2 separate regions of the Gossypium hirsutum genome follow, and region 1 is linked to region 2. A link is a contact called in public Hi-C data. All regions are on one chromosome and are shown on one strand. Each heading gives the region's core, a stretch centred on a gene start, on an enhancer-like site or on the middle of the called end of the contact. The rest is flanking DNA. Distances are from core to core; before and after follow the strand shown. Region 1 holds the start of LOC107899401 (protein trichome birefringence). Region 2 holds the start of LOC107899396 (DNA-3-methyladenine glycosylase).

Region 1 (3,230 bases), core at 259-2,758, 320 kb before region 2:
CCTCAATAACTCCAACATGTGACCACCATTCAATCTTCAAGGGGAAAAAAAAAGGATCAGTTTCATGTAATTAATCTTATTTTAATAATAAAAGAAAACACAATTCAACAGTTTATATTGCAATCTGTAAATGAAAATGCAATCAACAGTTTAGATTACTAACAGAATCAAATAAAATCCCTAGATGACTAATTCAAAGATCAAACATGACCAAATTCCATTAAAGAAAAACCAACTCAATATCAAACCGATCAAACACGCTCAAAAGTATTACTTGGACGATAAGACACTAAAAACAACATTAAAAGAATCAAATACCTTGGTAAAGTGCAGCCTTTAGGCTTCCATTTCAGTTTCTGATAATCTCTATCAGGCCTTCCATTGGCAACGCAACTAAACTGCTCATCAATGAACGAACAGGACCCAGGTTTATAAAGTGGATATGAATCATCCTTCAACCATTTTCCATCGAATAAATCGCAGTTCATCAAAGAGTCGATTAAATTATCAATTTCCTGTTTAGCTGTCAACCCTGAATCACTTCCATTGCTTGGTTTGTTTGTTAGGGAAGCTGAGTAGTTCGACACCACACCCTTTTGCCCTACGATTTTCTCTCCCTTCCCAGAACTTAACTTGTTGGAAGATTCAGATTTAGCTGGAGAATTGGTGCTCCGATTAGCTGCCTCCAGGGTTTTCTCTGTGACCGTTGTTGTCTGATTAGATTTCAGAACTTGAGCTTTATCAGAATTCTCTTTCTTTCCAGTCTGGTTATTTGTACTTGGAGGATTTTGATTCAAGTTAGGAGGAGGAGAAACTGTGGTCTGATTTGCATGCAAAACTGAACTTTTGGTGTTGTTTAAACCACTGTAGGGAGACCTAAAAGTTGTATTTTCGGAGCTGGGGCGTTGTTTATTTATGTTGAAAGATTGGGTTTTGTTGGTTTTTTTGGCAGAAAGTAGGTCCTCACTTGGATTGTTGGCTACTTGAGTTGCAGTGTTATTAGATCTGGTGTTGCTATTAGAAGAAGACGGAGATGAAAATGGAGAAGGAGAAGTGATGTTAAGAGTTCGTGAAGAAGAGGTGTTGGGAAAGAAGTAATCGAAGAGGGAAAATGATTGAGATCTGTAAGAGCCAGCAGATGAAGTAGCTGGAGAGGAAGTTGATGAAAAGATGTTGGTGACCCAAGGAGAAGAAGAGTTAGAAGAAGGGCTAAAAGCTAAGAAAACAGTAAAACCGACGAAGGCAAACATGAAGAAAGCCACTGTTCTCCTTGTTTTGATGATTGAAAACAGAGTCTTAAACTCTGCCGTGACTGCAGTCGTAGTTCCTCCATTGATAGGCGTGTACTTTGCTATATCCGCCATGGAAGAGACCAAACTTGATCTCTTTTGAGTTTCTATCTCGCAAAACTCAGATATAGAATAAAAAACAGATGAGATGGGAAAGTGAAAGAGAAAAATTAGTGTTTGGGGAGAGAGAGTGGAGAAGTGGGACGACTCTTAAATATGAATACGACTCTACACAAACAGATACTAAATTTTAAGTTGATTTTTCAGTTCAATAGTGAATAAAATGAAATACTAGATCAATCTAATTACAAAATTAGGACAGGTTAGTATTAATCCATTTTCGATTCTGAGTAAATTTTTAATTTGTCGGCCATTATTTTGGTAGAATTTTTTATTTTTAATAAATAAAAAAATTCCATAATCAAGTAATCATATATATATATATATAATAAGGTATACAAGTTGATTTTGTGACAAATGACGCATTTTCCATTTTTTTTTAGACTTTTTTAGATAATCTATTTAATTTTTCATTATCCATTTAATTTCTTTACTTTCAGAAATTATTGTATATATTTCTTCTCAAATTAGCCTTCCAAAATATTTTAAATATAAAATTATATTATTTTTATTTAGCTAAATCTATAAATAAAGTACTATAAATAACGTGATAAATATATAAAATAAAAATTGGACAAATGAAATATATTTACTACAAAGCAAATATAATTTGAAATAAAAATATATTTGTAATAAATATATTATTTTCAAATTACAATACTTAAATAAAGTTTGGATTAGTAATAAAAATTGGATGTCTAGATTAAAAGTATTTTAATTATTTATAATTATGCATTGTACGGGTATTAAATCAAACTACTAAAAATTTTAATATTAAACCTAAATTATCTAAATTTATACAAAAAATTATAAAATAATTTAATATGATTGAGTTTAATTAATAATTTATTAATATCATAAAAATATAAATTTTAAATTATTAATAATATAATATTGATGTTTAATATTTATTAATAATTTGGTTTAAATATAATATAATTAACATATTTAATATATTATTGTTTATAATATTGCACGTGCATTAAATATAATATATTAATAATTTTGATGTTTAATTAATAATTATTTTAATTATAAACAATAATTAGATATTTAAATTATTTAAAATATACTAACATTTTAATATTTTTATTTTATTGTACAATCATAAATAATTTATTTAAAATTAACATATTTAATAATTTTTCTAAAAAATATATAAATAAACTATAAATGATTTAAATAATCTAAGTTATTAATATATTCTTAATAAATTTATCTAAATAATTATCTAAACAATAAATTATCTAAGTAATTTTAAATAAATTATCATAAGTAAACTATGATTTTCTTAAAAATTAAAAATAAATTAAATAAATTATATACAGAAATATATTAAAAAGTATCTAAATAATAAATTAAGCTAATATAGATAATAAAGAGATTTCTTTTCAAATTTTAAACCTAAAGGTGGAGCAATTTTCAAATTTTAAACAAGAAGAAAGAAGAGTTATGGATGATTTAAAACTCTAAAAAATTTCTATAAAAAGGAACCTATGAGAAAATAAAAGGATACAGATAAATTTTTAGAAGAATATCGGAACCCCAAAAGAATTTCAAATAAATTAAATACCAATAAAATTTACACCTCAATGTGAAAACCTAAACCCTAAATCCACTATTTTTTTCTTGATAGTGTATGGCGAAGGCGATCAGTGTCGAGTAATGGCAGAGGTTCATCTTCAAGAAAATAAAGAAAGATCAATCTAAGGGTCTGTTTGATAGGGGAAAATATTTTCCGGAATTGATTTTCCACATTTTCCGGTGTTTGTTTGCTGGAAAATATTTTCCTCATGTAAAACCAATTACAAACACGGGAAA
Region 2 (3,183 bases), core at 650-3,149:
AGTATTCAAAGAATACAACAAACAATTGTATACATTCCCCTTGCCGTCCATGCACCTTGATGATGAATTTGGTGGCTGCATTTAACACATTGGAAGAGAGTTCATGCATGGGAAGAAGTCAATCAACCAAATTCATCTAAGACCCTTTGGTTACCGAAAATTCCATATATGTGAAGGAGTTTGAATGGACACTTGATGAATGTTCATGTAGCTTAATCCTTAAGGCTTTGCACCTTCTTTGTGACTGTTCAGTTTTGTATGAACCTTGGAGAACAAACAGACCTAGTTTAAAGCACCTTAATTCCATATTCCTTAGCTGAATGGACAACTCCTTGTAACCCCTTAGGTGACCGACCCTTTGTTGTTCCTAGGACAAAATAAAGACATATTAAAGACAAAAATAAACATAACAATTAAATTGTAACAAAAAAGACATGATAATAACATAACAAACTAAGACATATTTAAAACACAATAGGACACATTAGATATAAAACTAATGAAAATTACAATATTTAATACTTAAATAATAAGACACATTGAAACAAAAAAATATGATTTTAAAAAGTTGTGGAATTAAGACAAAGTAAAAAGGATGATTGAGCTTCAAAATTCCACGTGCAAAATGTTGCATGAACTTGAATCTTTAATAGATGCCAAATAAAGATTGAACTTGTCATATTCAGCCCAAACGTGTTGGATCAAACCTACAAGTGTTCTTTGAATCTCTTAGCTCTAGCCCGCATCATAGGCCTAATAGGAATTTTAATTGGACCATCAGAAATATCTTACATCCTACCTCTTGGAGTCTAATCAACATACGTCCTAAATAATATGGAAATGGGCAGCTTGATGTTTGGTCCAATTAACATTCCAAAGATCACGTCACTAACTAATTTAATAATAATAAAATTATATGATATAATGTCAATAATATATAAAGAAATAAAAAGAATGACAACTAAAAAAAATCTTTCCATAACATACCATTTTCAATGGCTTAGATTTAATTCTTTCCTATGTTATCCAACGGCCCTGACAAAATTTTCATATCTTTCTTTAATTAAAAATTTAAACAATCATCTACTCTTTTTGTAATAATTGCACTCAATGTTCTTTCACATTAAATCTTTCATTTTTATTCTAACACTTCTATAACCTTACAATTTAGTTTCTACCTTAAATTAATATCTTTCAATATATTAATCTTTTCAATTCCCTCAAGTATCCAATTATCTTTTCTACTAACACTAATAATTCTTATTTTATTGGCTTCGAAAATTTTAAGTTGTATATTCTCGAATTAACACTATTTACGATTAAGGGGGTTTTAAGGACGTTACAATAATTTGGAAAATATAAAATAAAATTTTAAATTTTAGATGGTGATTAAATTAATTAATTTCAATATTATAATAACAAATCAGTTGACATTATCAAGGGATAAAAAAATCAATAATTTATTTAATTTATTTTGATGTTTTGAAATTTAAATTTTCAATATTTAAAAAAAAAATTTAGAATTTCGACAATTGGATAAACAAGTACAATTTGATATTGTGTATTATTTTAGTTTCTATCACTATTTCACTTTAATGCTTGATGTTTTATTTACCCCAATCAATACTTAAAAACGATATTTTTTTTGGGTTACTAAACTTAAAGCGACTCGAAAGTTGGGTGACAAAAATGAAAGTGCAAATATGTTGTAACATATACAATTAACTGCCGTTAGAGCTTGTGACTGAAATGAAACTGCCCTAAAAGTTAGCTGACAAAATTATAAAAATTTAATTTTAGGTGATCAAATTGAAAATATTCTAAAAGTTGAGTGGGTCGTTTACCCAAAAAGTACCCAACCTTCAAATTCTGACCAATATAAAATAATTCAATGTCCTCACGTCTCTTTCAGCTCCTACACTTTTGGTCCAGATGAACCCAACTCCCCAATTTAAACCAGTTGCTTCGAAATCCAGGAAAACAGTTCGGTCGAGCCAATGCCTGGAGGGACGGAGGAGTCAGAGTTCCAAAGCAGCGACCGTTAGGACCCGGACCAAACCAAGCCGTAAACAAACTCGGCCGCAATCTTCTCCGGTTTCTCTCCCTTGTTTTCGCAATACCACGATACTGCCCCCGGAGTTCTTTCAAATTGACGCTCTTGATTTGGCGCCACATTTGCTTGGCAAGTTTTTAAGGAGAGATGATGTTGTTCTTCAAATCACTGAGGTAATTTTTGGTGCATTTTTGCTGACTTTCTTCCCAAATTCTTTTTGTTCTTCGGAAAATCGAAATGGAAGTTCGAAATTTGTACTTTTTGGGTGTTGGGGCTTTCATTAATTTGAGCAGTTGAATTTTGTTCAAATGCCCATTTATTTGCTTGCTGAGAAGAAAACCAAAGAAAAACAAAGGCTACCTACTAATTGGGTTTGGTCAAAGTTTCATTCCCCCCCCCCCGCAATTAATTTTAATTCCATTGTTATGTATTTTCTAATTTGAATCATTATGTTTTAACAGGTAGAGGCTTATAGGCCAAATGATTCAGCTTGTCATGGTAGATTTGGAGTCACTGCAAGAACAGCCCCTGTTGTGAGTTTAGCCCTTTTGCTTTCATCTTTCACATGTTCTCGCTAATCTGATTATTGCTCCAGTAATACCTTGATGATTTTAACACTATTTATGTTTATTTTGGTACTAATAATAATAGATATTGAGTTCCTCTATGTGGTTGTTGTAGTTTGGTCCTGGAGGGCATGCTTATGTTTATCTTTGCTATGGACTTCATACGATGCTCAATGTTGTTGCTGACAAAGAAGGAGCTGGGGCTGCAGTGTTAATACGTGCATGCGCTCCGGTGTGTGGTAAGTTATAATATTATTATCCGGTATTAACTAAGTATCTGTTACTTCTATAATCATCTGCTTTGTTTGTTATCTATTAAATTGCTAATGTTTCTTATTTTTGTAGCCTATTTAGCCTTTCATTGTTGTGAATGCGTAGTTGATAATCCCTTGAATTGTCCTTATTCAATTATTTGCAATCGCCTACTTTAACATCTCATAATATAGTAACTGTTAAGAATTTTTGTGGGAATATTCATTTCTAGTTTTCTTGTCCTTCACAAAAATCTCGAATCTTTCCATGCTTTCTATCTTTGGGTCAGAAAACAAAACATAATGTTTGTTG

Evidence for each region. Hi-C and Micro-C count contacts between places; a contact is called where the count stands out from the background.
Region 1: a Hi-C map of leaf shows a contact between it and region 2, with 2.3 times the contacts expected there. The contact joins the promoter of LOC107899401 here to the promoter of LOC107899396 in region 2. A contact is called at or near these places in 2 of 34 Hi-C or Micro-C datasets (both in leaf).

The regions. Positions count from the first base shown.
Region 1 is chrD04:23,707,200-23,710,429 of Gossypium_hirsutum_v2.1, reverse strand. It overlaps LOC107899401 (protein trichome birefringence), which reads right to left and starts at 1,508. Exons shown (of 5, transcript XM_016825103.2): 1 at 319-1,508; 2 at 1-34. The coding sequence starts at 1,364. It overlaps LOC107898423 (a long non-coding RNA gene), which reads left to right and starts at 2,957. Exons shown (of 4, transcript XR_001684396.2): 1 at 2,957-3,230.
Region 2 is chrD04:23,389,973-23,393,155 of Gossypium_hirsutum_v2.1, reverse strand. It overlaps LOC107899396 (DNA-3-methyladenine glycosylase), which reads left to right and starts at 1,899. Exons shown (of 6, transcript XM_041091263.1): 1 at 1,899-2,226; 2 at 2,515-2,586; 3 at 2,735-2,858. The coding sequence starts at 1,933.